6 separate regions of the Mus musculus genome follow, and all the other regions are linked to region 5. The links are chromatin contacts, called in public ChIA-PET, HiChIP or PLAC-seq, Micro-C and promoter capture Hi-C maps. All regions are on one chromosome and are shown on one strand. The core of a region is the stretch at or near the end of the contact, and the rest is flanking DNA. Distances in the headings are between cores, read along the strand shown.

The links. Promoter capture Hi-C pulls out the DNA fragments that hold promoters and counts their contacts. A called contact is a pair of places that touch in the nucleus more often than the background predicts. ChIA-PET counts read pairs in DNA pulled down with a chosen protein or histone mark. HiChIP or PLAC-seq counts read pairs in DNA pulled down with a chosen protein or histone mark. Capture Hi-C pulls out chosen DNA fragments and counts their contacts.
Region 1: an RNA polymerase II ChIA-PET map of memory CD8 T cells shows a contact between it and region 5, with 28 read pairs. The contact joins the enhancer-like site here to the promoter of Setd4 in region 5. A contact is called at or near these places in 2 of 39 promoter capture datasets (the C10 cell line and embryonic stem cells), 2 of 115 datasets of contacts at active chromatin or transcription factors (embryonic forebrain and memory CD8 T cells) and 3 of 9 other capture datasets (embryonic stem cells, liver and macrophages).
Region 2: a contact with region 5 is called in a promoter capture Hi-C map of liver, with 2.0 times the contacts expected there. The contact joins the promoter of Ripply3 here to the promoter of Setd4 in region 5. A contact is called at or near these places in 4 of 39 promoter capture datasets (embryonic stem cells, hippocampal neurons, liver and 1 more), 5 of 115 datasets of contacts at active chromatin or transcription factors (embryonic stem cells, large pre-B cells, microglia and 1 more) and 3 of 9 other capture datasets (adipose tissue, embryonic stem cells and liver).
Region 3: an H3K27ac HiChIP or PLAC-seq map of extraembryonic endoderm stem cells shows a contact between it and region 5, with 22 times the contacts expected there. The contact joins the enhancer-like site here to the promoter of Setd4 in region 5. A contact is called at or near these places in 7 of 39 promoter capture datasets (the C10 cell line, cranial neural crest, embryonic stem cells and 2 more), 3 of 484 Hi-C or Micro-C datasets (all in liver), 16 of 115 datasets of contacts at active chromatin or transcription factors (acute myeloid leukemia, astrocytes, bone marrow-derived macrophages and 11 more) and 3 of 9 other capture datasets (embryonic stem cells, liver and pancreatic islet).
Region 4: a contact with region 5 is called in a Micro-C map of embryonic stem cells, with 5 times the contacts expected there. The contact joins the promoter of Ttc3 here to the promoter of Setd4 in region 5. A contact is called at or near these places in 1 of 39 promoter capture datasets (pre-B cells) and 1 of 484 Hi-C or Micro-C datasets (embryonic stem cells).
Region 6: a promoter capture Hi-C map of pre-B cells shows a contact between it and region 5, with 2.7 times the contacts expected there. The contact joins the enhancer-like site here to the promoter of Setd4 in region 5. A contact is called at or near these places in 5 of 39 promoter capture datasets (the 3T3-L1 cell line, the C10 cell line, cranial neural crest and 2 more), 4 of 115 datasets of contacts at active chromatin or transcription factors (astrocytes, extraembryonic endoderm stem cells, fetal liver and 1 more) and 3 of 9 other capture datasets (adipose tissue, embryonic stem cells and pancreatic islet).

What each region holds. Positions count from the first base shown.
Region 1 is chr16:92,784,117-92,788,919 of GRCm38.p6, forward strand. All of the region lies in intron 2 of Runx1 (runt related transcription factor 1), which reads right to left. Among named protein-coding and RNA genes, the nearest start is that of Gm30281, 24 kb to the left of the region's middle. Within about 2 kb of position 2,860, at least 78 of the 459 cell types and tissues checked have an H3K27ac peak or open chromatin away from gene starts, as enhancers often do. A contact at or near this core is called in memory CD8 T cells, where this site is marked.
Region 2 is chr16:94,327,107-94,331,503 of GRCm38.p6, forward strand. Ripply3 (ripply transcriptional repressor 3) reads left to right here and starts at 1,316. Exons shown (of 4, transcript NM_133229.2): 1 at 1,316-1,491; 2 at 2,240-2,315. The coding sequence starts at 1,391.
Region 3 is chr16:92,607,952-92,612,809 of GRCm38.p6, forward strand. All of the region lies in intron 7 of Runx1 (runt related transcription factor 1), which reads right to left. Among named protein-coding and RNA genes, the nearest start is that of Gm30224, 14 kb to the left of the region's middle. Within about 2 kb of position 1,735, at least 135 of the 459 cell types and tissues checked have an H3K27ac peak or open chromatin away from gene starts, as enhancers often do. A contact at or near this core is called in astrocytes, bone marrow-derived macrophages, embryonic limb bud and 4 more, where this site is marked.
Region 4 is chr16:94,369,123-94,374,029 of GRCm38.p6, forward strand. It overlaps Ttc3 (tetratricopeptide repeat domain 3), which reads left to right and starts at 1,617. Exons shown (of 46, transcript NM_009441.2): 1 at 1,617-1,739. It overlaps Pigp (phosphatidylinositol glycan anchor biosynthesis, class P), which reads right to left and starts at 1,428. Exons shown (of 5, transcript NM_001159618.1): 1 at 1,244-1,428; 2 at 967-1,070. The coding sequence starts at 1,308.
Region 5 is chr16:93,601,113-93,605,757 of GRCm38.p6, forward strand. Setd4 (SET domain containing 4) reads right to left here and starts at 2,703. Exons shown (of 12, transcript NM_145482.3): 1 at 2,454-2,703; 2 at 2,025-2,099; 3 at 526-686. The coding sequence starts at 595.
Region 6 is chr16:92,723,094-92,727,627 of GRCm38.p6, forward strand. All of the region lies in intron 2 of Runx1 (runt related transcription factor 1), which reads right to left. Among named protein-coding and RNA genes, the nearest start is that of Gm30281, 37 kb to the right of the region's middle. Within about 2 kb of position 1,653, at least 11 of the 459 cell types and tissues checked have an H3K27ac peak or open chromatin away from gene starts, as enhancers often do. A contact at or near this core is called in pre-B cells, where this site is marked.

The sequences.
Region 1 (4,803 bases), core at 1,610-4,109, 820 kb before region 5:
GTTAAAAAGAAGACCCAGGGCTGCAGGGACAGATCTCTCAGGCAGTAAAGAGCTTGCTGCAGAAGCAAGAGGATTGAATTAAACCCATGCAAAACAGCTTGGATTGCAAATAATTACTTGGTAATCTCGGGCCTGGGGTGGGGACCAGGGAGCAGAGACAGATGGATCCCTGAGATTTGCCTGCGGCCAAACGGAGGAGCTCCAGGCTGGTGAGAACTCTGTCTCAAAAGACAAAGTGGACAGCCACTGAGCAACCTCCTCCAGCCCTCACCTCTGGCACCCCCTGTGCATGTGGGCCTGTAGGAACATGCACACGTGCACGCACATGCATGCAGTACAAAAGTTGAAAAGACATATGTGCACACACAAGCACACAAATAACCTGCCTAATTATTTAAAACAAAACCAAACCAAAATGCATGTATGTAAGAGATCAGGTCTTAAGCAACAGGATATAGATACAGATACCATCATATTTTTTTTTCAAAATATAGAAATATTGCCACATTTTCCATGAGGTTAACTTTTGAGGCGAAAGGGTAATTTTGAACCTATGGTTTCTTTAAAAAAAAATCTCTTAGCCAAAGCAGAAACAGTTTCTTGGGAGAGGAAAATGACTGAGTTGTCATATCCATAGCGGGGTGGGGGACATTGTCCAGGTTCTCCCATTGCTTCCTAATGTCACAGGCTGAGCCTTGGTTACACATTCATAACACCATATAAATGTGAACAAAATCTTGCAAGGAAGAGCCAAATGGCCGATGATAGACGCGCACTGGCACCAAGGTCATCCACCTCAGCCTGAGAGGCCATATTTAAATTTAAGCTGGGAGTCAGTTCTTCCCTTCACAATCTCAAAAATGTCGTCTTCTCGCCTCCGTGAGATGGGGGAGTGAAGGCTTTGAGTGGGCCTCTTCCTGCAGTGTGTCTGGCCTTGGGTTCTTAGAGTCAGCTAACATCAAAGGAAGCAGAAGAAATGGTGTGAGGACCACAGATAACTGGGGCAAGGGGATTGCTAAAATTAGGGGTGAGGTAGCCTGGGCTCTGGCAAGGACTGTGTGGACCTTCTCCAGAGGATAAACTCTTACTTACATTCTAACCTTCAAAGAGAAAGGCTTACTCCACAGGCCTGAGTGTCTTCCAGACTGCATAGATCTGTGGCCTCGGGTCCTTCCTAACAATTCTCCATGCTGATATTCAAATCCATTGCTTTGTGCTGCGGGGCCCTGTGTAATCCCGAAGTTGACAGACATGTCTCTTTCCTGCAGATGGTCTAAGATGGCTTCCATAATCAGACACATCCCACACGCTCCTCTCCCCCCCTCCCCCCATTCCTCCTGCTCAGGGTCCTTTACAGAGTCCTCTCTGCATTTGGGGTACATCTGGTGTGGGGGTTTTTGCAAGCTGGGGTAGCAAAGTCAGGGCCAGCCCCACCCCATGTGTGGGCTGAGGGAGTGGTCACCTGGGACCCTGTGCAGTGTCTCACTTTCTCCCTCTCTCTCTCACGATGCACGTGTTTCCCTAGCTACTGTATCTAAATGTCTACCCTTCAGGATTTATGCTTTGAGGATAGCTATCACATCTCGGCTGGGCCCATCAGGAAAGGGCTGAACTTTTTTTCTGTGAATATCTTGGCTTCCCTAATTTCCTTCCTCTTCAAAGAATTTACGGACACCAGAAAGTTTGAGAAAGGATGAAGAGAAGCCAATTTGACTCAAGTGGGGACCACAGAGATCAACCTTATTTCCCTAAGAAAGCCCTTGTGGGCCTCCTCAGAAAGCCGCCATGTCTAGAGAGCATGACAGGACAGTCGGAGATAAGAGGAGCTGTCCCTGTGGATCTTGGCTCCCTCCCACCTTTCCCCTGCCACACTCATCTTCCTCCTTTTGGGAGATCTTTTTTAGGCTTTGAGCACCAGATGCCTCAAATTTGGAGAGTGAGGGAGAGCCAGAGAGCCTCATCCACTTAGTCAGCTCTGGTTGTCTTCTGTCCTAAACAAACCACAAACTGCCTCACCCCAACACATACACGGTAAGCACAGCCCCAGAGTGGATGTCCCTGTCCCACCCTGGCCTATCCACCATAAGCACTGCCCCTAAGTGGATGTCCCAGAATAGAACCCCTTGCCTCAAAGAGGCCAGCCTCCAAAGCTCTCTTTCACTAAGCAGAGGGGTGCATGGTAAGTGGGTAAGTTACAGGTCAGCATAGGGGTCCCAGAATTCAGGCCTGAGGGCGAACAGGGCACAGCTGGGCAGAGAGGGCCTTTATCTCCTGCCAGTTGGACCCAGAGATGGTTTTGGAGGCTGGAGTGCTCTGTGTGTTCCTGGCAGATGTTTCCCAAGCTACTCTGGTGGCTGTGGCTCCGGGCCTGGCCCAGAATAACACATTGTTAGCATATGTTAACAGTCTGCCTTTTCTCCAAAGATCACATAATGCTTTCCACTTAGTGTCTGTCTCGCAAGTGTTACTATCTGTTTTATGGTCAACAAAACCGAGATACAGTGAGGTTGGGGAGCACCCACATCTGAGTGGGAATGGGTTGGGGGGTTTGACCCTGGAGACCTGTGCTTCCTGAGTCTCAGCTGTTATTCACCAAGTGCCCTCCTCGACGGTTCCTTCCAGAATGCTCTCTCTGACTGACTGATCTCAAGATCTGGTAGGAGTTAAAAGGAACACATATGTTCTGATCTCCTCAATCTCTCTCTCTCTCTCTCTCTCTCTCTCTCTCTCTCTCTCTCTCACACACACACACACACACACACACACACACACACACACACACACACACACACTGCAGTGTTTAGCATGTGGTGACAGATGAAAGAGGAGGGACTCTGTTTCGGTACAGGGTTTTGTGACCACACATGGTTTCTTTCCTTCGCCCCAGAGGAAGCACATGAAATCAAGACTGAGCTCGAGGGTTGCCCACCTCCCTCCCCTCCCTCCTCTCCCTCCCCTCCCTTCCCTCCCTTCCCTCCCTTCCCTCCTGTTCTTCCTCCATCTGAAGCCCTACTCTTTCTGTCCCCTGAACTTTCTTAGTAACTGGTCACTGATACCATTCCACAGAAAGAGGAACCACCAGGCTGAAGTGAAGTGGAAATTTCCAGAAGACTTCAGTGGCTCTGAACAAGGACAGCGCCATGCTGCTGGGGCAGGAGAGGCTTGCAGGGAGGCTGCTGATTTAGGGTGTGCTGACTCCCTCGTAGGCAGAGGGCTCCATAACTGTCACTCAAACGAAAGCAAGAGATTTCCTGGGTGGAGACACCTAAGAGGAGCTAGAAATGTAGAAAGCCAAGTCCTTAGGAAAATAACTACAGAGCAAAAGTTGCCAGGACTGAAGATTACAAAGCACAGCCTGGAAATTAAAGACCTAAATGAATGGAAAGACAAAACCACTGAGAGACTGTGCTCCATGCCATTGAGAGACTGTCCTCCATGCCATTGAGAGACTGTGCTCCATGCCATTGAGAGACTGTGCTCCATGACTTTGAGAGACTGTGCTCCATGCCATTGAGAGACTGTGCTCCATGCCATTGAGAGACTGTGCTCCATGACTTTGAGAGACTGTGCTCCATGACATTGAGAGACTGTGCTCCATGCCATCGAGAGACTGTGCTCCATGACATTGAGAGACTGTGATCCATGCTTTTGAGAGACTGTGATCCATGCCATTGAGAGGACAATCAAGCAATCTACAGATTGAATGTAGTACTTACTGAAATCCCAATGGAATCTCTCTTTCTCTCTCTCACTCTCTCCATGAGTGTGTGTGTGTGTGTGTGTGTGTGTGTATGTATATGTGTGCACACATATATGTGCAGATGTGTGTGGAGGTAGGAGGTGGGGAAACATACCTCAGATAGTGTTTGATAGTGCTCTGTTGTGGTTGTTTTTCTTTTTCCTAGACAGGGTCTCTCACGGCCTGGACCTTACTGAGTAGGTGAGGCTGGCTCACTTGATGTATTTCTCACCATTGAGGATCGCCATCTTTGGTCACTGCCACATTACCAGGACAGAACACATAATAAGCACATAGACAATCCTCAAGATAACAACTTACTAAATGCACACGGAGGAGATAAATATATCTGCACCTTGCCCTTTTGCAATAAAGCAAGCGAATACGAGGGGAATTTTGTAGTGCCCTGGGGAGCACAGCCGTGCTGGACGGTGAATTGTCACCACACACGTGAAGAAGCAGTGCTGATTTCTTTTGCTTCCTCCATCTGAGAAGCAAGTTTGTTCCTCTGGGCTGTCTCCAGATCCTCACATCCAAGGCTTGGCTCTCTGGATCACAATCCATGTGAAATCACTTCCCCATCTGAGAAAGTCATCAGGGGATCTTAATCCATCTTAATCATCAATGGCAAAGGGGCCCTGAGAGTGGAGATGCAGTTATGACTGTGTGGGATGCCAGCACTTGGCTTCATCTGGGTGAGAGCGAGTCTCCATAGCAAGGAGCCGACAGCTGGCGGGAACATTGCAGAGCTGTCTGCAAGTGACTGAGCTGGGTAGGCCGGAATGGGAGCCTCCCGCAGGGAGACACTTAGGACTTGTAGACGCGACTACGTCCAAACAAATGTTCAATTTCATGCTTAACTGATGATCTCCACTTTGATGACGAGTGACCAAGAGGAAAGCTGTCTGTTAAAAGGTGACTCACCCGCCTCTCGTTTTAAATCAATCTTGGGAACATGGTCCTGAATTACATCACTGACCTCCTGAAGACGGGAAGTCTCTGAGAGAAAATATCCCAGAACCACAGATTCTGTGTGAGGGTCGATACCTTGTGAGGGAGCCTCT
Region 2 (4,397 bases), core at 66-2,565, 720 kb after region 5:
ATAAAATGATCTAAAAATAACCTTTTATCTAATTTTCCATAGTGTTCAGGACTCCGTAGAGTTCCTGGATTTCAGACACAGGACTAGGAGAGAAAAGAGACCTGCACAAATTTATTTATTTATTTATTTAAGTTTCTGAGACAGGGTTTCTCTGTGCATCCTTAGACTGTCCTGGAACTCACTCTGTAGACCAGGCTGGCCTTGAACTCACAGAGATCCCCTTGCCTCTGCCTCCTGAGTGATGGCTCAACATGAGTGTGTTTTTATCAGCTATATAACATACCCCCATCCTTTACATACTATTGGGAACACTTGGCTGTCACTAGATACCTTTTCATTCTTTGGGCTCACAGATACACGTTATCAAAGTTCTTTAAAAGGCACCCACATCTAGGTGTTTTTTTATTAAAACAACAAGAAACCACTGACACCTTAACTGTGTTCGTGAGTTCACATTGTTTGCTCACTCCCAGCTTCCTGCTTTATATTCAGGGCTTTTAATACTGTAAATAAAATTTGTAAATACTCCCTCTTTCCTATTTGCCCTTAATTGGTGTTAAATATTCCCCAGATCTTAAATAAACCATTCGAAAACATTTTATTCCCCACCCCTCTCGGTTTTTAAAACCCGAGTCACTTAATTTAAATGACACAGACCAAGCTACAGTGTTCACATGCAGTCACCTGGCACTGGAGAACAGGTTATTGGGCAAAGGGGTACCCGGGGTCCTGACTGGTGACCCCTAACAGGAAGCACCCCTCCCCCATCTTAAGGCTTTCGTCGGTGCGGAGGTTGCGCCTAAACCCTCGCCTGGCTTCGTAAACCCAGCTGTCACCCACTCGTGGAGCTGTCCTGACCCTCGGTGTAGCGAGGACTCTGTGCCCCACACTCACCACCTCTCACAGTGCTGAAAGGGAAACTCTGGGAGAACTGGGGTGCGGGGTGGGGCTTCATGCTTTTAGGGATCAGAGCCCCGAGGGCAGCGGCCCCAGGAGTTGCTCAGCAGTGGGGAAAATTGTTCCCCGGGACGCGCAGCCGCCACCCGTCATCTCGGAGGCCCTGTAGGCCGTCTGTCCCGCCCTGCGCTTCCCGCTCCGCCAGTGACCCTCCTGGTTTTCTTTTGTCCTTTCTCCACTCTGGACACACACCCCTCCCCGCCGTCCCGACCCTGCTCTCTTCCTTGAGCCTTTCTGGTCTCCACCCTCTGCTTCCTCCGTCCCTTCCCGAGGTCCCTTGCCCTCCCCCTCCCCACGGGGCGCAGTTTCCCCGAGTCCCCTCCCCGCCCCGCCCCAGTTTTTAAACCTGGCGCCGAGTGAGCGGGTAGGTGAGCGCGTTCAGCCAGGGGGACCAGGCGCCGTCGGGCTGAGAGATTCGCGCGACACCCGCACCATGAGACCGGAGGCGGCCGGAGTCCGGGAGGCGCGGGGACGCCTCTGCCACTGTCCGGGGGATGATCCCGGGAGGCTACCGCTGCCACGCGGGCCCGAAAGGTGAGGGTGTCCTGTGGCCCCGGTGGAGGTGCACCCAGACACTGAGCTCCTTAACCTGAGATCGACTACTGCAAACTCCTGTCTGAAGTGCAGGGACCCCGCGGATATCTGGCAAGGAAATGGGCAACACTTGCGTGTATTGAGGATCTGAAATTGATCCAGCTGGAAAATACTGAAGGCTGGGGGCCCCATAAGAAATTTATAAAAGGATCCTGCGGTCTATCACAAAGTGACAGTCTCCTGCCCTACGCTGGGGATCGGTGTTTGCCCATCCAGGGACATCGCTATCTTTAAAGCTGTGAAGTTTAAGGAAATCAGATTAGCTGGGTAGGTAGGAAGCGGAGCAGTTTGGCGATGCAGAAACGCCTTTGGCATAGTAGTCTAAGGAGTCTCCAGCAGCAGAGGTGGTGTACTTGAAACCAACCATCTGTATTAGAAAAATTTGAGGTATCAATGAGAGATTTGCTAGGAGAAAAAATAATCTCCACTCACACGCGCCCTAATAATAGGTTAGATTTGGGGCTTCCCATCTCAGAGTGTACTAGGAAGCAGAGCCCGGAGAATTCTTCAGGAGGCAGGAACAGGTAAAGTACTGACTGGCCCATCGGCAGACAGACCTTAAGGGATCATGGTGTGTGCAGGGACTCTTTGTCAAACAGACACTATGGTATCAACCTCATAGTAACCTTTGGGGGGGCGGGGCGGCAGAAACGCCAGGAGTTCAGTCTCTCCTGGTGCTTGTTTCCAGTTCCATTCCAGCCCCGTGGAGACCGTGGATGTCGCCTCCCCCCGGAGATGCTGAACTGACCAGAACTGAACGTCCGGTAAGCTAAATGTGACTGTTGTAGGCAATAGTCAATCCAGAAAGCGGCACCACGTCTATAATAACTTTGAAAACAAAACCAAAACCCGGGGGAAGGACTCCTCTCTCGTGCTTAGCTTGGCCTAACCCACAAGTAAGTTCCTGAAGGTCTGGTGGGTAGAGCCCAGAGTGAACGGAGGTGCTAATGGGCCCACTGGGCTCGCGATTGCTCCTCCGTCCTTGAAAAGCAAACAGCTGAGGACATGGGCTTTGCATGGTAATTACATGCAGCGGTGGGAGAGGAGGGTTCTTCTATAAACCAGAGCATGGGGGAGGGAGGGGCAAAGCCCAGCCCCCTTAGAGAAAAGCTGATTATGTACCACACTGCAAAGCAGGCAGACCTCCATCCACCTCAGGTGCCCAGACAGTGCAGTTAAAAGCTCCCACCCTTGTCTGGCCCTGTCTGCAAGAACTCTTGCAGGATCTTCTGTTCTCTGTGCAAATACACTCAAGCACCGGGCTTTGTCAGCAAAGATTAATTGCCACAGCTATCCCTTTATCTTTGCCTTGCCGGTTAATTGCTTTTGACTTATTAAGCGAATGTTTTGCTTACATTTGCTATATTCTCAAATATAAATGGACCTTTAAAACAGTGGAGGTAGCTTAGGAAGGGCCATGCATCTCACTTACACAACACCTGTGGGATACAGCTTAATGTACAGATAGATGTGATATGAAAAGTTAACTGTGGGAAATTACTCCTCTATTATTCTTTTACATTTAAGTTATTTTCTTTGAATACTGAGTGCTTTAATTCAGTTAGCATTTATAGAAGCTTAAAGAACGGAGCAAACAGGAGGGCAGCTAGAGTCTGCTACATGGTTTTGTTTCAGTCCTGATAATCCCTGCTCCAAATTTCTAAGTGACTGAAGAGAACTCTTTCTATCTCATTCCACTCAGACTTAAAGTCCTTAGAGTCCTTAAAGGTAAGATTTAAAAGAACTCACTAACTACTAAATTTTCCTTTAAGTGAACCGTGAGTATGGAGGTCACTCAGTTGTGTGGGAGACTAGAGTACTACGGCACACACAGGGCCTGAGGCAGGCAGCTTCTGGTTCCACTGTGAGGAGAAAGCCCCTTGTGATTATCTTAAAGCACAGCCCCTTTCCAGTTGACTGCACTTCACAGAAGGCAGTTAAGGCCTGGATTTGGGCAGATGGGGGAGCCTGGGGTTCTGTAGGGACTGTAGAACTGGCTGCCTTCCCACACGCCTGTCAGGGCGAGATCTTGGGATCCACCCCTGGGTCTTTCCTTGTCACTAGGCTCTGGATTTACCAGGGAGCTAAACTCCCAGCTCTATGCAGAAAGCTCTTCATAGATGTCCCACACAGGTTCTCTGCAGGCCTTAGTAAATCCGGCTCCTCCTAGCGGGCTGGGAGCTTAGGCCACACAGCTTCTAGCTGATGACATTGGCAAAGCCGGAGAATTCCTCATCCCTAGTCTTCATGACACTTTGTAGAGGAGTCTGTGAGGGACTGGGGCTTGGTGACCCATACCAGGACTTCCAGCAAGCAGATTGAAATTGGAATAAGATACAAATCTGAGAAAAGCCCCAAGGCCTTGTTCCTTGAGCAGAGGAATAACTATACCCACTCGATGCCTAGACAGCTGTATCCTCCCCTGGGTGGGGGGGGGAATAGACAAAACAAAACAAAACAATTTTTTTTGAGACAGGGTTTCTCTGTGTAGTCATGGTTGTCCTGGAACTCACTCTGTAGACCAGGCTGGCCTTGAACTCACAAAATCTGCCTGTATTTGCAGGGCCTAACCGTGTGTGCCACCATGACTTGGCTGATAGACCAAATTAAAAGGAGAAAGAAAGTAAGAAAGAGAGAAAGAAAGAGGAAGAGAGAGAAGGAGGGAGGGAGGGAGGGACCCAGAGAGACCGAGACGAGAGATTGGTCCTGAGGGTGGCCTGGGACTGGCATATCTGACGCTAAATGTTTCTATCACCGTGCGACATGACAGCCCCACCCCCACCTCCAGCCTTGATGGTTTTTGGTTTTTGGCCTCTGAACATTTCCCTCCTGGCCATTTGTCTACA
Region 3 (4,858 bases), core at 485-2,984, 990 kb before region 5:
ATAGTAGAATATTATATGTTAAGTATGTTATAATAACAATATTATGTCATTGCACTTAGTAGTCAGGTTGGATAATAGAAAACTGTCATTTTTGTAGACTCTGATCCCTTGAAAGTTGGCTAATTTCCTATTATTAGGTGCAGTGCGTGTTGTGGTAGGGACGACGTGAATGTCGGTGATTGACACATCACTTGCCTCTGTCTCTGCCTTCTGACTTGTTCCCATCTATAGTAACCTTAGACATTTGACTTCATGTCTCGTCTTTATCTAAGACCTGAGTCACTGTTTTCTTCTTAAAGGTAATTTTACTTGTGATTATGCTTGTGTGGTTATGAGCCTGTGTGTGTGCAGTGCCCCCAGAGGCTAGAAGTGGGTGCCAACATCCCCCAGAGCAGTGCATGCTCTAAACCACTGAGTCATGGCTCCAGCTGCTGTGTCACTCACTAGCTTCTAACACAAATGGATAGCAAAACTTGTTTTGTCCAGAAATGACAGACTTTCTTTACAAGATTCATTTTGAATTTACAGTTCTACAGACTGCCCTTGCTTCACCGGCTCCCTCTGCACTTGGCACGTGTGCATGCTGCCTTTGAGGCAGACCAGGGGACAGGAGGGACAGGAGGGTTCCCTTGCCAAAAGTGCCACTGCTGGCATCTTTGGGCTGTATTATGTCTAGCGGGTGTTTGGAGACTGATAACTGTTTGGTGGCATCTTCCTTCTTTACCCACAAGATGCCTCTAGTGGCCTCCCTGCCGACCCCCTGCCCGCTACTTTGACATCCAAAAGAATCTCCAGACATTGCGAAATAACTGAGAATGGTTAGGAAGGGATGCACATCCGCCCACCAGCTGCCACAGTGAGTTAGGACGGTGTTTCGGGTAGCTTGTGTCTGTCAGTCAGAGGAGGGCAGGCTGCGACTATACTGTTCGCACCAGCACGGCTCAGCAGCAGCAACAACACAGGGCAGAGGCACGAACTAAGTGTTCAAAATGTTAAATTCTCAAATTCAGGTACAGAGTTGAGCCTGCTAGAGAGAAACTTGAGGGGATCGAAAAGCTTCCTTTGAAAGGAAAGCTACCCGGGTGGATTAATCTTTTTTTTTTTTTGGAAGGCATGGGCTGTGATCAACTTCTTTCTGTTCCAAGCCTATTATTTCAGCACGGAGAGCTCGGGCTTGTGTTCTTGTTTCTCCCTCTCCCCCTCCACCCCCTCTCAATAATCTTTTATTGCTCTAACACGATTTTACAAAAGGAACTCTTGTGTACATTTGGGCTGAATGTGAGAGAAATAGACTCCTCATCAGAGAGGTAATTAGAGTTTATAAGCACAGCCCAAGTCTGCAGCAAATCCCTCTACTAATGAGGAAACCAGGAGTCTGACTTTCAAACAAACACTCCTGTTAATCTTTTCAAAGCAAGTCAGACATGTGGGCAGGCAAAGGCTGTAAACCAACAGTGGCTCTGGTAGGCTGCCCTGGTAGGCTGCCCTCTAGCCTCTCCTCCAGCCAGCAGGCCACACCTCATTCCTCAGGGTTCATCTCTGCGCCCTCACCGGGGACCTCTATGAGCAAACTCTGTGTCACTTGTTTTGCTTACAGAGAGCCATGACATGCTTGAGAGTTAACAGGAAGCTCTACTCCATTTTTTTTTTCCAGTTAGATTTATACAGTCTAGGGAGAAGCCGAGGCAGGAGGGAGAGCATTAGGCACACACACAATCGGCCTGTTGTCATCTGATGCAATACACTGGACACAAACAAGTGACTCTGCCCATTATCCCTCTTGCTTCATTTGTCCTGAGACAAAAAAGGTGAATCCACTGGAAAAAAATGAAGGAGAGGTCACCACGTTTCAGAGCCGTGTCTGAACATGCTCTGCCAGTCTGTCCCAGTTCTTACATGGTAATGTGGTAATGGTACCACGTTACCGGAATCCCGAGTGAGTCCGTGATTTGTCATGGGCATAAGCGCAGGAGTAATGTTACAGTCTCAGCTGCTGGGGGCAGAGTATGTGGAAGATCTGAGATAGTGTGGCGTCTTTCTACGAGAGGTCAGGTTCTCTCTCCCTCCTCCCCTTCTCCTTCCATCCCTCCCTGTCTCGCTTTGTATACGCTCTGTAATAAAAAAGACATGGGCCTTTTAGATATGTTCAAATTCAAGTGCTCTATTCGAATACGTGTTCTCATTTACAGCTATTTTATTTTTAGTTAGGTGCTCGCGCGCATGTGTGTGTGTGTGTGTGTGTGTGTGTGTGTGTGTGTGTGTGTGTGTGCTTGCAGACACTGGAGGAAGGAGAGAGATGCCCTCGAGTTGGAGTTATGGGCAGCTGTGAGCGGGCTAATGTGGGGGGCCTGGGAAGAGCAACAAAGGTTCCTAACCACTGAGCTACCTCACCAGCTCCCCGTGTTTTCATTTTTAAATCCTGTCTAACCTCTTTCCTTACACATCAGCAGTCACACAGAATTTATACATCACCCAACTACGGCTCCTCTATTCTTTTGGCTAGTCCGGTGCACGCCGCCCCCACCCACTCAATTCAGGTGACAACTGCCCCCTCTCCCATTCATGGGGAGACTTTAAAAGTAGGAAGTGTGAGGATTAGAAGGTTCAGCCACTTTCACTGGCAGTGTCTCTCCCTCTATGGTGCTAAGTCTCTACCTTGACAGAGCGCAGAGTCTTGGCTCTAAAGCTTGATGTGGATGAAAGAGGTCCCACCCCAGGCCCCTCCCACTGCCCCCAAAGGATTAAACAACCTGAGCAGATAATGACCGCCTTAAAAGGCTCTCCTGCGTGACTCAGATTAGTATGCGCTGTCTGTCGCCCAGGTTGGCAGCTAGACATTAATTAACCAAAAGAAAAGGAAGAGGGTAAAATAAAGGAAGAAGAGAAATGAGGAGGAAAGATAAACCTTCACGTGGCAGCTCCTTTCAGACAAGGTGTGGAGTCTGTCTGTCTGCAAGGGACAGAGACAGACAGGGCCCGTCTGCTGAGAACGCATGTGTGTGTGCTGAGCAGCTAGGCAGGTCGGGCTGGGGGAGGCTGAAAGCCCAGAACTCGAAGCTGTCACTGGTGGGATTAGAAGGCACATCAGCCACAGAGGGGTCAAGTTCGGCTGACAAGCTGTGGGCCTGACAGCCTCTTCCTTTCAGGGACCCTACCTACCCTCTCTGGCCCAGGTTTATGAGAACACATTACAGGCTTTTGAGGCCTGTGCTCGGGGCTTGGTTTCTAGAGGGAGTTTTGCCAAGTTGAGGCTCACTCTATGCCAGTTGTTTGTCATTCTCTGGTCTTCCCTACTGGGCAGCAGAGGGTCACTTTTGGGTCCTGGCGAACTCTCTCTCTCTCTCTCTCTCTCTCTCTCTCTCTCTCTTCCCCCCTCTCTTTCCTGTACTATTAAATAAATACCTTTCCTTCTAGCTTGTATTGTTGAAGTCCGGATCATATAGCCGTGAATTAGACCTGATACTTACTTTACTTTGTGTGACAGTGGCTGCGGATAGATTGTGGTAGTGAATGTCCCTAGTCCTATGTGTATATGGGTGGCACTCCCTGCACTCAACTAATAAACATACACACACACACACATCCCTGCACTCGACTAATAAACACACACACACACACACACACACACACACACACACACACAAAACCTTAAAGGACATGAAGTTCTGAGGGAGACGGTATGGGGAGTTGAAGGGAGGAAGGGACGTGGATACGGCCAAACGGATCATCCCTGTGTACGCCATCCTCAGAGAGTGTTAAAAGCCACTCTTACATGTGATCACCGGTCAGCCGGAGGAGCTGGCCCCAGGTGCCCGTTTTGGATGGTGACCAAGCTAAAGGACTTATGTAATAAATTTCAATGGGCAAGTCCACACTGGGGACATTTCCAAGGAAAACAGTATTTCAGATGGAGGCTGTGGCCAATGGACAGAATTGTCTCGGGGGGGGGGGGGGGGGAGTCTGAATGTCGACAGGTGCTGCTGGAATCACACTGTGTCCCCGAGGGGACAGGCTTTTACACACAGCCAGCTGAACAAATGCCAGCATTTCTATGTCACCCTCTTAATTCTGGAGACCGTCAGCTGCCAGGGAGGTGCTGGCACTGACGGCCTCCAGTCAGGTGAAAATGGGAGTGAGCTGGCTTTGGCATTTCAGTCCAGCACCAAGGCCTAGTTGAAGCTAGAAGTTCTCAATGCCCCCAGCTGAGACAAGTGACAATGTCCAGCAACATTTTCTGTGGGTTTGTGTTTGTAAGGGGTGAGTGGGAGCATTCTGAGTGTTCATTGATGAGTACCCTCGAGTGCAGACTCATGCGTGTGCGTGTGTGTGTTCCTCAGCAGCCATCTAACTTGGCTTTTTGAGGCAGGGTCTCTCCCAAGCCTGAAGCTTTCTAATTCAACTAGTCTGGATACTCACATGTCTCCATGTCCTAGTGATGGTACTAGCAGCCTGTGCCACTGCACTTTGCCTTAATACCTGGTCCTCATGTTTGCAAGATAAGGGCTTTGCCCACTGAGCTGGTCCCCAGCCTTGGAGATATTTCTGATGGACAGACAGGGCCATTTACTACTGACATCTGGAGGTCAAGGGTCATCTATCTATTGTTTGGCACATAGGCCAGTCCCCTGTTCCCACAACAAAACATGATACAGCCCAAATGTCAGTATGGTTGCTGGGGAAAGGCGGGGTGAATTGAGGGTGATTGTGAGGGAGCAGCTGACCCGCTGGAGGAGTCTTAAGCAATCGTGGCTGTCTGGAAATGTAGTCTTTCACAACATTTAAAGCAGCAGCCCCAACTCCTCTGCCTGCCCCCTCATCTATTCTAATCTGCCTTCAAGAGTCCGAAAGCAAAGCCTGC
Region 4 (4,907 bases), core at 367-2,866, 770 kb after region 5:
CTTTGATCAAGTTACTTAAATTCAGTATTCCCATCTTTAAACTGAGGAAGCAAGGCAGCACCTACTTCACAGGTTCACTTCATGCAAAACACAAAGCTCTCAGGCCAAACAATGATTCCACGAAAGAGCCAGTAACTGTAGCTTCTTCATCCCACTACACTACAGCTAAGCTAGTACTTTTCACTTAAGAATTGGGAAGGATACCTCCACATAGACATTCTGATTTCTATCAAGGACCAGGTTGGATTGTGGGCATTCAATTTTCTACCACTTGATTGCCTCATATCTTCCAAACTATTTGAAGAGGGACTTTGGTTCTGTTTGTTGAGTTGGTCATATTAAGTTTGTTTTTGTTCTTTGTTTTTGTTTTGTTTTGTTTTGTAAGCCTCAGTGGCCTCATCTACAAAATGGAACATTGTGGGCATTAATGCAGATCCCAGACGTTAAGGGTACATTCTTACACCTGACTTCTCTGGCCCATTATCTTCACTCTTCAGCTACAGCATGCTATCCTGGAGCTATAAGCATCTCACTTCCAAACCTTCACAGGCCTTCACTCAGAGACTCTATCCATGGTCCTTCCTGACTTATTCTGATAGAACTGCCAGGGAGTGGCCTGGAGGTAGCTAACCCCAATTTCTAAACCTTCCAAGGCTCTTCCAGGGCACTCATCATGCTCTCTGAACTGTGGGTTTACTATGCTTCTCCACATGACTATGACCTCAAGGATTGGGGCCAGGTTTTATTCACATTAGCATCAAGCCTAGTGCTAAATAAATATTGGAGAGTTCATCTAGAACTGCATACATAAACTGAGCAAACAAACGGTACCCCTTTTAGGACTCGTGAAGAGACACAGGTAGAAAGAATCAACAGTTCATGTGTGTACGTTCTAAGGACAAACACATTATTTCCTGGTTCTCAATACCATTAAGGGCCTTGGCCATCCATCATTCCAGTACTTACTGAAGCCAAATTGTGAGCTTAGGAAAAGAACAAAGCCATAAATCGCTCTTTCTGGCAATGGCGACGGTGAATTTTCCACCATCTTCCCTGTGGCTTTAGACAATCTGTGGAAAAGGAACACAATCGTCGTCAGACATCTCCCCCCGCCCCCCTTCACCAATGGTCTGTTACATAATCTCATCGCTTGCTGCGGACACAGCCACTGCGGATGTTCGCGCGCGCGCGCCACTGCAGCTGAGGGGGCGGCGGGAGCGCGCGCTGCGGGGAAAATGCGCACCTCGGACCCTCTGAGGCGAGGAAGGGGCCCGGGCTGGACAGAGGCCCCGAGTCCTGCCCTCTCATGATGGGCCCTGTCCCAGCCTTCGTGAGGCTCAGAGGAAACAGGAGGCCCGGGACCTTGAGTCCTGCGAGCACCGACGCCCACCCGTCCCCACCCTTCAGCCCCACTCAGTCCAATGCGCAGGCGCGGCTCAGCTACCCCCGCAGCGTGGGCGGAAATTAAAAAAAAAAAAAAACCTGAGGAAAAGCAGAGGCTGGCAGGCGCCCCCGCCGCTTGGCGCAGGCGCACCGCGACCGCAGCGAGGGGGCTAGCACGGTCTCACCACCCACCCCACCGAGCTGAGGGGGCGACGCGGCGACTGCGCATGCGCACCCTAAGCCACGTGACCCGCCCGCCTCAGGAGCCGCGGAGCGTTCGCTCTGCGGGTCTGGTTGACGTGGAGGGCCGGAGGCGTCGGCAGCCCGCGTCTGAGGCTCGCGGGCTGCGGGCCCGGGTGAGTGCAGACCCTGCGCGCGGCGGGGCTCACGGAAGCGTCTGCGCGTCCCGCCGCAGCCGAGATGCCCGGGCATCGGGGCGCTCCACACCTCCCTCCGTGGGTGTGTGGTGAGTGTGGGTGTGCGCGTCGCCGCGCGTCTCGCCGAGCGCCCGCGCGCTGAGGGGGTGTGGCCGCCCTTGCCCTTGTGGGTGTGTTCCCTTTGTCCAGTGACCCTCGGGCGTCCTTAACGGTAGAAGGGGGGTCTTTTGTGTGCGCGTCGCCTGGCGTGCGGGTGACATCCCGGGTCAGGTACCCGTTCCCGCGTTCCGAGCGCTCGGGGACGCGCCTCTGGGTCTGCGGCTGGCCCGCTTTGTTCCTACGCTCTCCCTTCCCTACGACGGCGTGGGCGTCCTTCTCATCCTCTGAGGATGGTGGTTCCCCTCCCACCTTTGTCACTGCCTTCCCTGTGGTGTGCGCGCCCCCTCCTCAGCACCCGCGCGCGCCCGCCCACCCGCCGCTGCGGCAGGCTGCAGTGGCAGGCGCGCGCGTGCGTCCTCGAGGGTCCCCAAAGGTGCGCTGTGTAGGGGCCCTGTGGCGTGCGCGGGGTTGGAATTGCGGTGACGCGCGTGCGCGCTGCCCCTGGTCTGTGTGTGCGCGCCTCTCCCCCCCACCCCCACCCCCGTTTCTGGGAGGACCCGGGAGGGACGCAGAGCTGCCCCCCACCCCACCTCCCCACCTGCAGCCTTTTCCTACGCCTGCGCAGGGCTGCTGCTCCGCAGTGCTGGCGACGTCACTGAGGCCTGGGCTGCCATCTCCTATTGGGGAGGGGACAGACTAGGGGGGTGGGGGGACAAAGGACCAAAATGAAGCCGAGGGTGTGTCGGTACCACTGCACGGTACCTTTCTCAGAAGCTTGTAGTTTCCAGACGTCCTTCAGTTTGCAAATTCTTTCCACCGTTTGTGCTTGTGCCTCTCACCAGGCGATGGCTAACACTGGGTATTGCAGGGTGTTTATAGCAGCCTTTTAAAGCTCTGGACTCTGGCGAGGGATCAAGGGAACAGGGTTGAAATCATACAGGTTTTACTGCTCTCTCCGGGGCAGTTTTCTCACAACCACAGCTCTAGTTAGAACACGTTCTTTCAAGAAATGTGTATTTTATTTTAAGAAAAATGGGTTTGTTATACGGTAAAACTCTCCTAGGGATTCAATTGCCACTACTGTGCTTGTCAGGGGTTTGTGCTTTGCGCTCAAGGGCTGCGGATTGTCTTTCTCTCCTGCTCGGTTTTCTTATTGTTGCTTAATTTTCCTTTTTTCTCTTTTAATTTCTGGAATACTTAGAGATTAAACACAGGTAGATCTAACCAAATCAGGCCATTTTGTTTGTTATATATTTATTTTTTTGCCAAATTTACTTCAGATTCTCCAAAACAAACAAAAACAAAAACAAACAAAAAAAAGCTTAAACATTTTTGGAGATGCTGAGAGTTTGAGCCCCTCCTTACCTAGAGATAGCCACTGTGTTCAGGTTTGTGTGTATCATTTCCATGCATAACTTATAATTTGGTAATGGTGAATATATAAACAATACATAGTATTTGTTTTTAACCAAAGTGATATAAAATTGTGACTTTTTGCAACTTGCTTTTTCACTCAGCATCACGTTTTGAGATTTATATATGAATAAATCGAATAATTGTACTTTCTTTGAATTATTATAAATGTTGGTATAGCACTGCATTGTACTCATTTTGATGGACTTTGGAATTGTTTATAGTCTTTACTCTTTAAAACGGTCCTGCAATAAATATCTCTGTACCTGTTTGCTGTGCACACTTTTGGAGTTTCTCTAGGACATACCCTTAAGCATAATTTTGCTGGGTAGTAGAATATATACATCTTCCACTTAACCAGATATGATAGAAACGTTCAAAGTGGTTGTACCAGTTTTAATGGTCACTGATATGGAGAACACCCATTTCCTCACATGCTTGCTAACAAACTTTTTTTTCCTCTTTTTACTGACCATCTTATTTATGACTTTAGCTTTCTGCTAAATTTGCTTAAAAGACTGCCTTTTGTCTAGCCATGTGACAGCAAATGGGTTAAACTCTCACAGCTGGTTGGTTCGGTCTTTAATGATTTTGGTCCTCATAACATTCATTGAAATGAACAGTTATGTTATCTAATGTTGCTTTGGCTGATGTAAAGATAAGATTTCATGGTATGTTATATGTACCTCCCACACAGCAAGTGAACTGATAGAATTAAAAACACTTTAAAGGTATGATGTTTTTCTTTAAATCCTTTCCTCTTTGATGTAGTACTTGATATATTCAGAATACATGTAACTTATTTATTGACAAACTGTGAAGTAAAACAAATGAACACTTACAAGTCTACCAGTGGGACCAAGAATCAACCTAACCAGTATTGAATATTTCACTTTCAGAGGTGATTATCCTGAATTCATGTTATTCTTGTATTTTAAACATTTTTATCAGATTTTTGTGTATCATTTAGCACTGAATTGTGTGTATAGCTTCTGTGTTTGAGTAAAGCACATTATTCTGGGTATAGTCTTCTGAAACTTACTTTCACTAAATGCTGTGTTTCTAAGTAACTAATACTCCGTAGAGATGTAAGCCATTAATTCTTTACTGCTTGTGTAACGATGGATGAATATAATGCGGTTTACTTCTGTTTCTGTTGGTGGGCATTTTGACTGTTCTGTTTTCCCATAGAAATGTAACCAGCACACCCACTTGGAAGAACTATGGTATAGCTGCAAGTAGGAAAGCAAAAGAATAGTTTAAAATGCTGGAAAGGCCTCTTTTAATTCTAGCACTTCCTCTGTCCACTTATATAGAAAGTGGTATAATTTGTTTTTTTCTGTTAATTTTTAGTGTTTCTAATTACTTTTATTCAACTCAATTGTGTGATAAAACTAGCTATAATACCTACAAAGGTTTGACACCTATTTACTTGTGTGGGTATATGTGCCATGGCACATGCAGGGAGCCTGGAGGACACATGTGGATTGGGGATTGGGCTCTGGTTGTCAGGTTTGGTGGCAAGCACTCCTACCCACTGAGCCAACCTGCTGGCCTAGTTATGTATTTGGAAAAACCATAGTTTTACTTTAAAATGTCCTTTTGATACTCTAGAAATTTATCCTTTGCAATGCT
Region 5 (4,645 bases), core at 1,453-3,952:
GACCCAACACCCTCCCACAGGCATACACGCAGGTAAAACACCAACGTACATAAAATGAAAATAAACTTATGTAAAAAGTATATAGTGAAAAAGCAATTAGAAATTAATATACCAATCTAATATAAAACACTAAAGGAGAAACAGAGAAACAAAAAGCAGATATTCAACACAGAGAAAACAAGACCAAAGACGACAGATGCAAGAAATCCATGAAAAGGCAGCATCCACCAGGCCGAGGACGAGACCAAAGTATTTCACACCGTCGATCAGACACACATCTGATCATCTTCAGAGAGAGAGAGAGCAGAGCAAAGGGATAGACAGACAGGAGGAGGGAAAGGGATGGACAGACAGAAGCAGAGCCACAGAGAAGAAACCAGAAGGAGTGTGTAAGGCACATTTCACCTCTCACAGCACACAGGGACGCCATTAACAAGTGTTCCTTAGGAACAACAGTGCTCTGAGGAGCACGGTGAGCAGACCCTCCTCTACACAGGGCTTCCTCCCAGGAGCAGCAGCCTGTACCTGCTCTTGAACCAGAGCTTCGCCGCCGTCTCTTCCTGGCCCTCTCTGTTCTTCCTCTTCGTCTCTGCATGCTATCCCTGGAGCCTGTGCTGTGTTTAGCTGAGAACAACTCGCAGCTCAGCCCTCCCTTCCAGCTGGACGAGAACCACGGGCCTGGGCACCTTTGAATATACAAATACTTATTTTGGTGAATGTTTTCAGGATTTTTTTTGTTAAGAAAATATTTATTTATTTTACATATAAATGAGTACACTGTCACTGTCTTCAGACACACCAGAAGAGGGCATTGGATCCCATTACAGATGGTTGTGAGCCACCATGTGGGTTCTGGGAATTGAACTCAGGATCTCTGGAAGAGTAGTCAGTGTTTGTAAATGCTAAGCCATCTCTCCAGCCCCATGTTTTCATTCTTTAAGGAAAAAAAAAATCCTTTTCTTAAAAGCTTTGAACACCAAACCATTTTATCTAGTGCTCAATTGGGATCCCTGAAGTAACAAGTTCCACTTATGAGGGGAAGCCTCTAAAACAGTAGTTCTCAACCTGTGATTCACAACCCCTTTGGGGTCGTCTATTAGATATGCTTCATATTGGACATGTACACTATGATTCATAATGTAGCAAAAATACAGTTATGAAATAGCGGCAAAATTATTTTATGGCTGGGGTCACTATATCATCAGGAATTGTATTTAAGGATAGCAGCATCAGGAAGGTTGAGAACCACTGCTTTAAAAGGAGCAAACAAAACCATCAGGAGGCCCTACCGACTAAAATCTCACAGCTGATTTTCTAAACATATCCTCTGGTGACTTTCACAGCTCAATGCTAGTGAACATTTAGTATAGTGCTACGTAACTGTGCTGAAGAACACACAGGGACTGGAGACACAGCTCAGTGCACAGAAGAAAACGAAGGCAAAACATCTATGCACATAAAATAATAACTAATACAAAAAATACCCGGTCATTATGAAGCACCCATCAGTTCAAAAGTCTTAGAAAAAATAAATAAGCCCCACTCGGTGTAAAGTGGATTTTTAGCTCTAAAGGTCAGAATGATTAAAATGGGCATTCGCAGTAGACTAAAGAGAGCACAAGGCAGAGAGACCGGAAGACATAAAATGACTCCATTCCACATTAGCCTCTCAGAGGCCAAAAAGGAAAGATCCAGGAACAGACAAGAGTGTAGACCAACTGTAGAAACTAACAACAGAAACACAGGCAAGCGTCCTTGGAAGATACATGCTAACATTTAAAACCATACAAGAAATACTGAGTAACACTAAAGTTGAAGAAAATTCTAGTTTAAAAGATAGGGGCGGGGAGTGGGCAGCTGGAGAGATAGCTCCGGGGTTAAGAGCGCAAGGGGCTCCTGCAGATCAGGGTTCAGTTCCTAGCACCCGTATGTGTAACTCCACTGCCTGGGGATCCAATGTCCTCTTCTAGCCTCTCTATACACTGCAAGCGTGTGGTGCGTAGACATACCTGTAGGCAACTTACCTTTATACATAAGATAAACCCCTTTGGGTCCTGCCTCTGGGTAAAAAGAATGCCAGGACTCTGTAACAAAACGCCCTAGAGAACATTATATGAAAGCATTCTTTTTTTTTTTTTTTTTTTTTTTTGGTTTTTCGAGACAGGGTTTCTCTGTGTAGCCCTGGCTGTCCTGGAACTCACTCTGTAGACCAGGCTGGCCTTGAACTCAGAAATCTGCCTGCCTCTGCCTCCCAAGTGCTGGGATTAAAGGCGTGCGCCACCACGTCCAGCATTCTTAACAGCCTTTACTACTTCCATCCTACCCTGTACCGTACTAAAGTGACATCCATCTAACATGTGCCAAACCAGTGGAAATGATTTTAAAATCTACTCTAAAAATAAAGGAGGGCAGGAAAGGACCGCCCACCAAGCCGCCCAGGTAGTTTAATCTACCTCGGCAGCAAGACTTGCTTTACGAGTCAGTCTGGAGCCAGGCACCAGGTCCGTCCTGGAGCCCACGTGTGGTGCACAAGGACGCGCAGTTCCACCGCAGCCCTGCCCCCTGCTTGCCACCGGGGCCTCAGTGATGGCCACACGCCACAGCGCCGTCCTGGCTCGCAGTCCTGGACGGACCGGACATCAATCAATCCATGCCACCCGCACCAGCGAACCAACCCAGGCCCGCTGGCCGCACACCACGCCTGCGCAGTAGTCGCTCTGGTCCTGACTTCCGTTCCGGGAGAGGTTCCACACGCGCAGAGGAAATTGGGGTCTGGAGCTACACAGAACTCAAAAAAGCCAACGGAACCCCGCTCCCGTTGCCCAGGCAACGCCAGGCCCACCGGAAGTGCTCCTGCTTACCTTAGAAACCGCGGCGAAGCCGGGGTACGGACGCAGACCGCTCCACCAGCTACGGAGAAAGCGGCTGCGGTGCGGCGAGCCTACGCCTCTGGCACGCGCATGCGCAACTCCCAGGCCTCCACAGCTACGCCATAACGCGATGAGCATAGCTGCTGACCCATGCTCCAAATAGCCAACGGGAAGTCTTTCCTCACCGTGTCCTTTCTTCCTCCGACTTCCTGCCCCCTCCACCAGACTGGCTTACCTGATCCCCACCTTGCCCTGCCCTCCAGCTGCCAGGACCCAGGCGGTCCATTCTCCCAGACAGCCTGTCCCCCGCCTTTCCTCTTATCCACTATGAAGGCATTTCTGTCTTGTCCCAAGACTGTTACTGGAACTGTTAGGGTCAGAGTAAAAGTACGAATTAGGATTATGGGAAGAAATAAAAAGAGAGAGAGAGAGAGAATTTAGACGTCCTCAAACAGCGAGGAGCAAGCTTTACTCAAAGAAGTGGGTTTTCTAGTTCTAGCTCTGCATGTCGCGATCCAAGCACGGGACTTTGTCACATAAAGACCAGAGGTCAGGAAAAGGCACATTTCATGCTTTAAGCTGGAGTTTTTGTAGCTAAGGATGTGGAAGGGAGAAAGGGACAGAATGAGAAAGCTGGGTTCTGACACTACAGCGCCTGTTGTACGTTTTTGCAACCACTGCCACTGGGATAGATATCTGATGTGTTAGAATGTCAGGTCGCGTCTTAACAGCATACTAGGCCAAAACAGTTCCACGTGGAAGAGGTTTTATTGAGAGAGAGGGACGAGGTGGCGGCGGAAAGAGAAAAGAGGGAGTGACAGAGGGGGCGTTCTCCTTATTTATATGGAAAATGACGTAATGAAGGTAAAGGTGGGAGGTGAGCCAAGTGGATGCTGGGAATATGCTGCAGGTCGCGCTGTCGCCTATGTGATGTCATAGGTTTGGGAGGTCCTGATGCTAACAATATCAGCTACTTTTTATTTCTGCAATCTCTGAATCGCTACGTTTGAATTCAATTTCAGGGTCTTGATTGGGAGGGGGGGTCGCGGGGGGGGGGTGCGGTGTTTGTTCCAGATCCTTTATATGCAAAGGATAGGGGCGACTGTTTCTGTCTACCTAGTTCCTGCTGGCAGGGAGCATCATTTTCTAGGGGTTTGATCTGGCATGACTCTAAAAGAAGTACTGTTTTGGCTTTGATTTGTATGAATAACTGAGTAATGTCAGTGAAACGATCCAAGAGAAACTTCTGTTAAAAAAACAAACAAACAAAAAAGTTAGGGCTCGGTATGATGGCACATGCCTTTAACCCCAGCACTCTGGAGGCAGAGGCAGGTGGATCTATGCTAGCCTGCTCTACCTAGCAAATCCCAAGACAGTGAGGGCTCCACAGAGAAACCCTGTCTCCAGAGAAGATGAAGGGGGGAAAAAGGTTAAAAGGCCAAAAGGTCAGGATAAGGAGGATACAGAGGAAAGTCAGGAGAATGGGGAGGAGCCAGGATGCAAGAAGGACACTGGATTTTCAGTATCTGGTCCCTAAGCCTCTGGGCCTCATACAAGCCACCTTTGATTGGTTGCTGTAAAGACAGCATTGTCCCTTGAGGAGAGTGTACATCACTCCGTGGGATGCACTGAGGAGGTCAGTCCCCACCATGGTGGCAAAGAGCCAAGTTCATCTTGAATGGCTTTGATCTGTCTTGAAACATCTTTAACAGATTGAGGCAGTTTCTAATGCAAGGCGCAAATAATAAATCAAGAGTGATCAGGAGGACCCTAGC
Region 6 (4,534 bases), core at 403-2,902, 880 kb before region 5:
CTGAGTAAGGGACTATGGGGAGAAAATTGACCCCAGAGCTATGAACCTGGACACAGGGAAGGGGCCATGATGTAGGTGAAGACACCCTGGTGTTTCGGCTGGGGGCGGGGGGCAGAGACAGAAAGCCCACATTAGAAATCGTGCAAGCTTTTAGTTGAGTTATTGGAATTGGAATTTTGCGTGAGTACCCTACATCCTGGTTCCTAAGGCATGGCCACACTTGATCATTAGCCCATAAAAGTGATGTTGGACAGAGTTGGGATTCTAAGTGGAGTCAGGGATGATGCTCCTGTTGAGGGAAAGAAGTGACAAAGTGACATTGCCTTGCGATTTCTCTCCACTCTCAGGCAGGAAAACTGAGAATGGCGGGAGGCACATTAGCTAGCGTGCCTGGATTCCCCAGTCTTCATATGACTGCTGCAAGGGGACTTTGGTGGCTACCCAAGACAAGCCTATCATTGTCCCTGGAACTTGGAGTCATTTTGTAAGGTGGCTCACCCCGACCTCGGATGCATCAACAGAAGTATAAGGCTTTAACATTGGCTTCTACTCAAGCTGTGAGCCTAGGTGAACATCAGACTGGTTGGAGACATCCCCCACACCCATGGTGTTCTTGGCATGGGAAGGCAAGGGCACAATGACCCTTGCCTCACCTTAAAAACATTTTGAGGACATGACCTGACATATCCTCGCAAGTGACCTCTGACCTTTGTACCTAAATTACCCATCTGGTGCCAGCCTTGCCAAGTTCACACTGACTGTGAGGGAAAGCAAAGTGTATGTGGAAGGGTCTGTGCTTGACTGGTCATTGAAAAAGCATTTTCATCTCCATCTCCATCAAGATTGCCTTAGTGCTCTTGATTTTACTCTCTGTTGAGATGCATCGACTTTTTACTTATGGGGGCTCTACGGTAGATCTTTTACAAACTTCTAAGACCACATTAAATAAGACGCAGACAATATGGACATTAAACTGAGGTAGAATAGAATGCTTCGCACGTGCCAGACACTATTGTAATACATCATGTCTTTGTTGAGCAACACAAATCCCTTTCATTGTCTGTTGCTGTGAGCTAGTTCTTGCTATTATGCACTTTTAGTAGATGAAGAAACTGAGGCACACAGACATTCACAAGGTCGCCTAATGTCATAGCACATAACAAATGGAGCCAGGAGTAGAACCCAGTTCCTGAATGTGTGCTCTTGTCTGTATCCTCCATACCAAAACCTCTCAGTCTTTGGCAAGGGACTTCAAGCTCAGTCTGTGGCAAGTGCTGATGGTGGAGAGAAGGGGACGGTGGGAGAAAGTATCTAATCTAGTGACAAGTGAAAACCAAGGTAAGAAACTCGTTATGATTACATTTATAGATGAGCCAGGCTGCTGTGGAATAAAGGACCCAGCTGGCTTTTGGGTCTTCTTGACCTGTGGATATATGATTATTTATAGATTCTCTCCTCTCTGCTCACCAGGTGCCACTGGCCTATCTTTTGCTTCAGTGTGTTGGGTGGGCTCTACTCCCTTCTTAGAGGCCTGGTTCTCTACCAAACATCTGGCTCATTTCCCCCAGAGCCTCCCTCTTCAGAGAGAGGTGATGACTGACCAAATTAGTATGGAGATAAAAATACTTCCTTCTTCAACTGAGTGATCTCCGCATAGACCGGAAACAGAATCAGATCTAGGAAGTGACAAGTATTTTTGGTAACTGATGTTTGATAGTTGAGCATATTACATTCAGGTTTATGCTGGTTTTAGAAAATACTAGAAAACGATAATTTCAGATGAACCCATCTTAGGTCTCAGTCAACTTGAGAAGGAAGCATGCACACTTTATAGTAGTTCATTATATTTGTGCAGCACACTAGTAAGTAAATAGAAAAGGTTTATGTTTGATCGTTTGTTCATTCATTCGCTCATTCATTCATTCATTCATTCATTCACTCACTCGTTTAATGGCCAATCACTGATCAGGGACTCTTAGAAATCCCACATTTGGTTCTCTGATGAGCATACTGAACAAAACAGCAAAGCCTTCTGGAAGTCCACATTCAGTGATCAGACTGAGAAATCAGAATGAATTCAAGCCCATGTTTGATGTCCAGATGCTACAAAAATAATTATTATCAAAGGAGAAAATGTTTTCCCTCTTCAACATCTTGATTCGTACTGACTTTCCCTCCAGTGTTGGGGATTCTCCAGGATTTTCTTTAAAGCTGTTTTTTTTATATTTTAGCAAGTAAGTAACTGTTACAGCCTTACTCCCAACCCCTCTAATAAATATTTATCTTGATGTTTTCTCATTATAACCCAAACCTTTCCAAAGACCCCAGGCTGTCTTCCACCTGATGGTAAATCGTGGGCAAGTCTCTAGGAACAAGGATTACTCTGTTTTGTTCCTGGATGATGAGATGAAACAAGAAGAAATGCCCGAGGCTCTCGGCACCACCCGGGAGAAGCAGATTCCAACCAGACACACCAAGATGCTTGCCAACTTCTGACCACATTGAACAGCCAGGAAAACAAAACCCTTTCTGAGCAGGTCCCTCTTTGTACCTCATATGTCAGTGGAGGCACTGCCTTCCTGGGAACACCTGGCTGTGTCCTTTGGGTGACTTTTGGGAGAAAGCCTTCACACTTGGCATTGTTATGGCTCTTTCGGCTTCTAATCCGAAACTTACAGCGAAACTCGCGGGCTCTGAGGCCCCCGAAGCCCCTCTGTTCCTCTGTACACAGTGTGTTCATACACGTACCACAAAGCCCTTTTGTGTGAATAGCAAGACCTCTACTAACATTACTCCTCCCCACATCTCTTTGATAATGGTAAACCATACCCAACATAGCATTTTCTATCGTAATCATTGTCAACTGTATGGTCCCATGAGGTAGGTTACATACATGCACGCTGCTCTGTGACTGTCACCTACCATCCCCAGAACATTCTTATTTTAACTGAAATGGTATTTCATAGTTTAACAACTCAGAATTTCTCCCTCTTGCCAATCTACCTACTCCATGTCTCCGTGGCTTCACCAGCTTTCTGTACCTTCATGAAGGGGAATTGTATAGCGTCTTTCTTCTTCCTTTTTATTAAAGACTGGTTTCTTCTGGGTCCAACCATGCTGTGGACTATCTCCTTTCAGGTATGTGTGCATGTGCACAAGTGTGCCTATGATGGTGTGTGTGCATGACTGTGTGTATGTGTGTATATGTGCACATGTGCAGGAGAGAGAATATACATGTGCCCGTGTTTGAATGTGTAAGTCAGAAGTGAACTTCTTATGTCGTCTCCTGGAGCTGTCTATCTTTTTTTTTTTTTTTTAAATTCTATTTTATAGAAGAAGTGAGTCCCAGAGAGGATATACAATGTGTTATTTATGTTTCACATAGCTGGTAATTGGATGGGTGGGGATGGGTATGTGACAGCCCTCAGGTTCAGATGGTCATTATCCACATGCCAATGTCCTGTTTATATGCCACCCCTTATATTCTGCTTCCTCTCCTTAACGTGATACATTGAGGGCCTTGGTTATCCTTCTTTTTAAAAAAGTAATGTGTTTACTTTTATTTTGTGTGCATTGGTGTTTTGCCTAGATGTATGTCTGTGTAAGAGTGTCAGGTCTTGGAGCTATAGACAGATGTGAACTGCCATGTGGTTGTCAGGAATTGAACAAGGGTCCTCTGGAAGAACACCCAGTGCTCTTAACCTATGAGCCATCTCTCCAGCTCCTTGTCTCTCCTTCTGAAAGGACAGTGTGGCCCTGGCTGTTAGGACAGGTGGCTGAGTAGCTCCACCCGGAAGGAAAAGACTAGACTATCAGGCACTGTGGACTGTTGATTCTCTTTCATCTTGTATAACAGTAGAGATGCAATATCTATATTTAAGTTGCATTCTGTAAGAGGCAGGCCGCCATTGTCCGTTAGCTTTGTGGTTTTCATTTCTTTCCAGTTCACACTTGAACTTGTGAAGAAATCACAAAGGCGACGAGCGAAGCCGAGCTGGGCTCTGCTTGCTCCTGATGACAGTTATGTACATTTTAAGGTCGGTGATGTCATAAAAATGGGAGGCACATTTCCAGAGTCGGAACTTGATCTCAAGTAAAACTCTAATTATAGTTGCCACTGGGGCAAAAAAAAAAAAAAAAAAAAAAAAGATCCAGGCCCCCAAACCCCAAACCCTAGCTTTTAATTTCGTGAAGTTGAGACATCCCACGGAAAAGCAAAATACTCCAGTGTGAAACTCAACTGAAGACTGGCTCCCAAGCCCATTGGGTGGTCTCCTCTCTGCATCCAGTGAACAATTCTTTTACTCATTGCTCAAAAGGGAGGTCACAGCCATTCTTCCTCATGTCGCCCCACTGGATTTTGTCTTTTTTATGGGCCCATACTCCTCATCCCTTCCCCATTGGCAGTGTGTCTGGAACTTCTCATATCCCCTGCGTCTGGCCTTGGCCATCTCATCTTCAATACCCCTGTTCAGCCATGCCTCTCCGGTTTAAGTCTGAATGTGATTTTCTGAGTGGGACTTTCTGTAGTCTA